Regions from separate parts of the Oryctolagus cuniculus genome. Here region 1 is linked to region 2. A link is a contact called in public Micro-C data. All regions are on one chromosome and are shown on one strand. Each heading gives the region's core, a stretch centred on a gene start, on an enhancer-like site or on the middle of the called end of the contact. The rest is flanking DNA. Distances are from core to core; before and after follow the strand shown. Region 1 holds the start of ANXA7 (annexin A7). Region 2 holds the start of MRPS16 (mitochondrial ribosomal protein S16).

The links. A called contact is a pair of places that touch in the nucleus more often than the background predicts.
Region 1: a contact with region 2 is called in a Micro-C map of ear pinna, with 5 times the contacts expected there. The contact joins the promoter of ANXA7 here to the promoter of MRPS16 in region 2. A contact is called at or near these places in 2 of 6 Hi-C or Micro-C datasets (ear pinna and skin fibroblasts).

The regions. Positions count from the first base shown.
Region 1 is chr15:64,513,845-64,517,696 of mOryCun1.1, forward strand. ANXA7 (annexin A7) reads right to left here and starts at 1,977. Exons shown (of 13, transcript XM_070057842.1): 1 at 1,842-1,977.
Region 2 is chr15:64,384,410-64,388,204 of mOryCun1.1, forward strand. It overlaps MRPS16 (mitochondrial ribosomal protein S16), which reads right to left and starts at 2,310. Exons shown (of 3, transcript XM_002718420.5): 1 at 2,106-2,310; 2 at 1,434-1,694; 3 at 404-671. The coding sequence starts at 2,118. The coding sequence ends at 538. CFAP70 (cilia and flagella associated protein 70) reads right to left here. Exons shown (of 27, transcript XM_070057822.1): 27 at 3,083-3,352. The coding sequence ends at 3,206.

The DNA.
Region 1 (3,852 bases), core at 727-3,226, 130 kb after region 2:
GGCACTGTAACATAGCGGGTAAAGCTGCCACTTGCAGTGCCCACATCCCACCCATAAGGGTACTGGTTCAGGTTCCAGCTGCTCCACTTCCATTCAAGCTCTCTGCGATGGCTTGGGAAAGCAGGCGATGGCCCAAGTCCTTGGACCCCTGCACCTGTGTGGGAGACCCGGAAGAAGCTCTTGGCTTCTGGCTTCGGACTGGCACAGCTGCAGCCTGTTGTGGCCAATTGGAGAGGGAACCAGCGGATGGAAGACCTCTCTCTCTCGGCCTCTCCTTCTCTCTGTATAACTCTTTCATATAAATAATAAAATAAATCTTAAAAAAAGTTTTTAAATTCAAACATTAAATCATCTCCAACACTTAATATGAAGGGGGAAAAAGTAAAAAAGTGCACAAGAGGTCTGCAAACTTATGAGTAAAAAAAATACACTTATTGTCTCGTGTAGTATATGTACAGAATATTCCTGAAAGGATATTCAAGGAAGTATAAAACGGTGGCTCCTGGAGGGAGGCTTACTTTCCAGTGTACCTTGAGCACTTTCAGAATTATGTCTGTATCATCTATTCAAACAGTAGATTAAAAAAATAATCACAAAATGTGACTCAACAAATGACTTAGCCTTGCCCAGTGAATGAGACTCTACTGGTGAACCAGAGGTTTTCTTTTAAACATTCTCTGTCAGCAATCACTTTTTTAAAACCAGAAAATTATTGTTGCTTCTCCAAACCAATCTCCACCCAGTGAGTCACCTAGTAAAAGGGGAGGGGCCCACCATGGGCGTCTCACGGATGGCATGCAGCCCAGGGACAAGAGGCAGCTGTTGCAAACTTACGCGGGGTGGGGGTGGGGTTAAAAAAAAAAAAAAAAAGGAGGAGGAGGGAAACAACAGGAAAAGTGACTAAAGTTAGGCAACAGCAGATACAATTTTCCAAAACTGGCCTCTAGGTCCGGAACGGAAAAAAAAAAAAAAAAGCGTGGAGGGCACGACTGGCCCTGCCCTGGGAGAGGCGCTGAGGGCTGAAAAGCAGTCGAGGTCCGCAGGGGCCGACTCCTGCAGCCGCCTACCTAGCGCTCGCAAAGCCTTTCGCACCTGAGAAGCCAATCGTTACACTCGGTACCTAATCAGGGCAGATGACTATCGCATCAGCTCCCCATCGGCTGGCAGCAACCGGGGAGTCTGAAGGCAAGAGGCAGACAGTGTCACCTCACGGCAGACACCGGCCGGCTCTCCCTCGGTGCCTTGGTTTCCCTGGGAAGGGTCCGCCGCAGGTCACGGAACGGGAATCAAACCCGGAATGCTCTTTCCTCGAGTAGTTAAGAGTTGTGAACCCGAAGCAACGTACGACCTCGGGCTGGCGCACGCCCTAGGGTTAACTACGCACAGCAACGTCCCAAGTTTCCCTAAATATGCAGTGTCACCAGAGCGCGCGGTCCCCAGCCAGGCGTGGTCTTCAGTAACGCTCCTACTCGGCCTCCGCTGCGGGGGCGTCAGCAAGGCCACCCCTGGCCTCAGCCCCTCCACCTGAGGGCCGGCCGTCCCTGCCCGCTCGGATCTGCGCGCCGCCAAGCGACGGCCGAGACCCCCTCCTCTCTCCCAGGCGCCGCCACCCGCGTCCACCTCCACGCGCGCCCACCTCGCAGCCGGGTCCCGAGCCGCTGCCCACCCCCAACCCCACTCCTAGACCCTCCCCGCCCCTCCGCCACGCCCTGAAGCGGGGACACACGCAAAGCGCCAACATCTCCGGGACCGCGGGCCCCAGAGCTGGCCGGGGGCAAGGTGACCGAGCCGTGCGAGGTCAGGGTCGGGGGAGAGTGGGAAGAGGGGCCGCCAAGGCTCACCTGAGGGAGCGGCAGCGTCACAGCACAACCTGCTCGTCAGCAAGATGGAGCCTGGGCCGGCCGAGGGCGGGCGGGACGCCGGCGGCGGCGCGAGCCCGTTAGCAGCGCCGCTGCAGCTGGGACCGCCCCGCCGGAGCCCGGCGCGGGCCGACCTTTCCCCTCGCCCCGCCCCGCGGCCCCACCTGCGGGAAAAGTCGCTCCCTTCCAGTGACCCAGCCGGTTTTATCACATTTCTCGGTCCCCAGGCTCCCACCGCAATCCCTGCGCTCTAGGGAGTAAGGGAGTTGCAGTGGTTCTCGGGGGATCCCCGAGCCCCTTCCGTGGTGGGCGGGGGAGAGGGGCTGACACTACTCTCTGCCTGTGAAATGCCGTCCTTCAGGCATCTTCCGGCGACAAGCACAGCGTTTTGTATTAGCCACCTGTGAAATAGTGGTTATTGGTTCTTCTGCACAGCCAGGAAGTGAGGATGTACTAATCAAAAACGACTCCGCGAGCGAGTTCTTAGGTGATTCTAGGCTCCCTTCATGACAGCATTAAACACACACCAGAAGTGAACATTTGAGGCAATTACAAGGGCTCACACCAATATCTGAAAACGGGTTAAGGAATTTGTATTCCAGGGCAAAAACCACTCAACCTTTCACAGTGGTTCTCAGAATGTGGTCCCTAGAGCAGTGTCATCATCTGGAAACCTGTTAGAAATACAAATTCTTGGGGGCCCCGCGCCACGGCTCACTTGGTTAATCCTCTGCCTGCGGCGCCAGCATCCCATGTGGGCGCCGGGTTCTGGTCCCGGTTGCTCCTCTTCCAGTCCAGCTCTCTGCTGTGGCCCGGGAGGGCAGCAGAGGGTGGCCCAAGTGCTTGGGCCCTGCACCCGCATAGGAGACCAGGAGGGGGCACCTGGCTCATGGCTTCGGATTGGCACAGAACCAGCCGTGGCGGCCATTTGGGGAGTGAACCAGTAGAGGGAAGACCTTTCTCTCTGCTTTCTCTCTGTCTCTCTCACTGTCCGTAACTCTGTCAAATGAAAGAATAAATCTTCAAAAAAAAAAAACCAAAAAACAACAAAACAACAACAAAAAACAAATAAATACAAATTCTTGGGCTAGACCTTACAAGCACTGACTGAAACTCCAGGCCCAGAGTAGGGTCCTCTCGGGTGGTTCTGATGCACACTCGAGTTTGAGAACCTTAAAGCTATTATTTTACATGCATTTCTATGCAAAATCTTGTGGAAGTGGAGCAGGGTGGATTAAGATTTCAAGTGGAAAGAGCAACATACACACGTACCCAAAACGGGTAAAGTGGAAAGTACCTGAGAATGCAGCTATCAGTCACTGCCAAACTCAACGACAGACCAAACCACCCAAGACTCTGGGTACCCTTACTTTCCCCAGCTCCCACTAGTCTCTGTATCTGGCAAGTAAAAGGCCTTTCTGTCATACCTGCCCCCAGATTCCACCAGAATTTAATCGTTCCGGAGAAGCCTAGGCTACTCCTTTGTTTACAGTGTTCCTCGCCCCTCCCTCTGCCTTATCACCAGAAAGGAGTATGTTCCCGACCTGTAGGCCCAAATATCCAAGTCTCATCAGATACTACCATTTTATCCTTCCAACTTGTCCATCTTTCCTAGTATACAAGGCACTGTAGAATCAGACCCTTTCTTTTCTCACACTTCCTGTCTAGCAAGCACTGCCCACTTCCTAACAATTATCTACTTAGACTTGATTGAAACGTTGCCCACCTCCCTCCTGCTGACAAACTCTTCTGATCTTTTGCTTTTCCTTGCCTTTGCTTTGATGGACCTAATTATTCCCTTTAGTTCTCAACTGGATCTTCTGTAGATGCCCACTATGGCAGTTAAGTGGAGTCAGAGTACATGAGTGCTTAACTTCACGATCTTAGCAAAAATTGAACAAAACATCTCTGAAGGCTATCGTATATTCTAGAGTTCATGTGAATAGGAGCCACTGTAATTCTAATATAAACATCCCACTGTGTCAGTCTGTTT
Region 2 (3,795 bases), core at 1,060-3,559:
CACCCATATGGGATGCCGCACTGCAAGCTGGGGCTTTAACCCACTGCGCCACAGTGCCAGCCACTCCTTTGACAATTTGAAATCACACATGAAGTAAGACAATATAAATCTCTAATGACAAAAACAATAAACAAAGTTAACTGTTTTCTTGAGCTCATGGGATACTGGGAGTTTAAGGAAAGATTTGTATGTGCCATAAAAATTCCGGCTGGGGGCCCTGAAGCAGGTATGTCCTAGAGGGTATCAGATAGTAAGGTAAAACTGTCCAAGAGACCCAGGACGCTACCTAAAAGTACCATCCCCCTCATAGCCACTGTCTTTCCCAAGAAGAAGACCCCCCAAAACGAATTAATACCTAGATTCTGCTCTATGTAGGACAGGAATGAATCTCTCTGAGCCCTTCTCAGGCCAGGCTGGATATGCATGCCTGACTCAGAAAACTTCATTTATTGACTTTCAAATCTAACAAAATAAAGAGTTGTGCACTAGTGTTTTAAGAGAACCTTGACCTTGTTCCCACTGCTATCCTCACTGAAATCAGCTTGCTTCTGTTTCTGTAGACTTTGTCTCTGTTTCCTGAGAAGCTAAGAGGACTTCATTCGCTCGCTTCCTTCGCAGTCTCTCAGCATTTGTGATCGTCATAGGATGCAGAGGGAAAAAGCCAGCAAGACCTAAAAGCAACAGGATTTTCATTTATTGTAACACAGGACAAGCCAACATTTCCCTGGAACTCTGCCCCAAAGGCACCGAGGATACTCGGTGCTACCTCTTCACCCAACTTCCTCCTTTTACTGCAAGAAGACAGCAGATGATGCCTGTCTTCCAACATTATCCTTACTTGAATGAAAGGTAAACTGACAGATGGCCATTCAAGACACACTACGCCACTTTTAGCATAAAACCCCAGTCACTCAAAAAGTCACAAAGAACTCTATAATAAGAGGTCTTGGGGCAGTGCTGTGGCGTAGCAGGGCCTGTAGTGCCAGCATCCCATATGGCCGCTGGTTCTAGTCCTGGCTACTCCACTTCTGATCCAGCTCTGCTACGGCCTAGGAAAGCAGTAGAAGGTGGCCCAAGTCCTTGGGCCCCTGCACCTGCATGGGAGACCCAGAAGAAGCTCCTGGCTCCTGGCTTTGGATCGGCCCAGCTCCAGCCATTGCGGCCATTTGGGTAGTGAACCAGCAGATGGAAGACTTCTCTCTCTCTCTCTCTCTGCCTTTCAAATAAGTATCTTTAAAAAAATAAGTCTAAATAAATAAATGGTATGAAAACTCTGTTGAGCCAACCATTAAAAAAAGAAAGAGGTGTCCTAATTCAAAAATGACGATTAGATCATAATTTCATTTCCCATTCCAGTCCCGAGCAGCCCCGTTATCCTGCAGCTGTCTTCACTTTAAAATCCCCTCAGTGAGGTAAGACCAGAGCCCAGTTACCCAGAAGCTTTTCCATAGGCTTAGAGAGGTGGGCCCCGCAGCCAATCCAATGCCGGATCCGGTCTAGGTTGAGGGCAACGAGCTTTTCTCCATGACTGTTGGGCAGTGGATCGTAGGAACCCAGCTGCTCCACGAAACGGCCATCCCTGGGGCACTTGTTGTGAGCAGCCACAATGCGGTAGAAGGGGCGGTTGGCGCAGCCACCCAGGGCCAGGCGGATGGTTAAGTGGCCCCCACGGTAGGCCTTGCAGAGGAGGGCAGCTGTGGAGAAACCAGAGGTTAGGACGCAAGCACGGAGTGCACAGATGCGCAAAACGAAGCACGTGCAACGATTCCCTTCTTCCCTTGCCATGTCCGCACTTCCACTCTGGTCTTCCGTGTGCTACTCAGGCCAGAGAAGCCCACCCTCGGCTCAAATGCACTCTGCAGAAGCCTGCCCTAGACTAGCCGCGACCCTGTGGCAGCCTTAGTTGTCTCGTCTGAAAAACGAGATGGGGGTGGCAGCGAGGACTAAGTGCCAAGATTACTAAGCGCAGACTCACTCGTGAGGCAGAGTGGCTGCTTCAGGTTCGGGTGACCTCCAGCCCGCCTAGCAGCTCACAGCTCCACCCGGTCCGAACGCCTTAGATGCCCCGCGGCCGCCAGGCGGTCTCCGGCGGCCCGATTACTCACTCAGGTGGACCATGGTCCGGCCGGCGCGTCACGCCTCAGGTCGTCCCGCCGCCCGCACCAACCGGCTCCCGAGCCGCTGGCAGGAGAGAGGACGGCCGCCGACCACAGGCACCGCCCGGGCCGGGACCCAGCGCCCTTCGCTCAAGCCCGAAAGCCCCGCTTCCGGAAGCCGAGGGGCCGCTTAGCCCCGCCTCTTCCTCTTTTCGCCTCAGTCCTTCCCATAATGCAACACGGTGCCACTGGCGCTAACTTGAACTGCAAACCGCGGGTCGGTGAGGTCGGGCGCTGAAGTGAGGCGGACTGGGAGAACCGGGCCTGGGGAAGGAGCCTGCTAAGTGCCCTGCAAAACCTCCCACCCTGCGGACATCCTTCTGCTCCCGTTGGGAACGACGCGCCGTGCCGAGGACTCAGGGCGCGGTTCCTGGCCCCGGAAGCTCAGTGTGGTGGGAAGACTGACGCTCCGTGCAGGGGGAACCCTGCAGGAGCTAAACCGGGACTTCCTCGGGAAAACTTAATATATTGTTAGCTCCGAGATGGGAGAAGTATTGTAAATGAAGAGTTGGCTTTTTCCTTCTCTGTTCACTAATTTGCCTCTCACCTTCGCTGCAGTTCCCCGGACTCTATAGAGGCAATGACGCCTTTAACAAAATAGAGGCGAGGGGCCGGCGCTGTGGCCTAGTGGGTGAAGCCGCCCCCTGCAGTGCCGGCATCCCGGCCGCTCCTCTTCCAGTCCAGCTCTCTGCTGTGGCCTGGAGAGCAGTGGAGGATGGCCCAAGTGCTTGGGCCCCTGCGCCCAAGACCTGGAGGAGGCTTCTGGCTCCTGGCCTCGGATCAGCTCAGCTCCTGCCACTGCGCCCATTTGGGGAGTGAACCAGCGGATGGAAGACCCCTCTCCCTTTCTAACTCTGCCTTTCAAATAAAGAAAGAAAAGAAGGTCCAAAATCAATGACCTAAGCTTTCATTTAAAAAATAAAGGAGAAACGTGATTCCTGTGTTTGCCATGCTGTGATCCAGAAAAGCAGGAGCAGAGCGTAGGGCCTCAGTGCTGAGGAGCTGGCGTTCCTTACAGGGCACCGGCGTCTTCATGGAGCCCTCGAGATTTAAGCACAGGAAGGCAGCCTTGGTTGGTTACAGGGAGTCAGAACCTCTACCTTCAGTAAAGACCCGTCTGTCCATTTTACCAAGGGCGTGTCCACAGCTCTGTCCTTTGCCCTAAGGCAGTGACCCATCATCAGTTTCGAGGCCACCTGTGGAAATAATGCCTTAATTTACAAGTTACAGAAATTCTAATAACGACCCACTCCACTTTAATTTTATATGGGTAATTGTATAAATAATCTGTAGTTACTAATGTAACAATTATAACTACATATATACTTTAATAAACTCCAGAACCACACTACCACACTGATGGATTTTTAAATTTCTTATTTCCATTTTCGTTGTGACCTCGTTTACTGTCAATGAGTAAAACATCCAGTAGCACAGCCAAAGGAACACATGAATGTGTCTGTGTCTGTGGTTCACATTCTGGTTCTTCGTGCCAGGCTTCCTATTGTGAAACTCGCCAGGAAGGAAAGGAGCTCAAGAGTGCATACAGAAAATTCTTCAGTTGGATGGTTATCAGAAAGATGGATTTCCAAAGCCAACTGTCTCCTGTACCATGTGGATCTCTGCCAGCAGAGCCTCA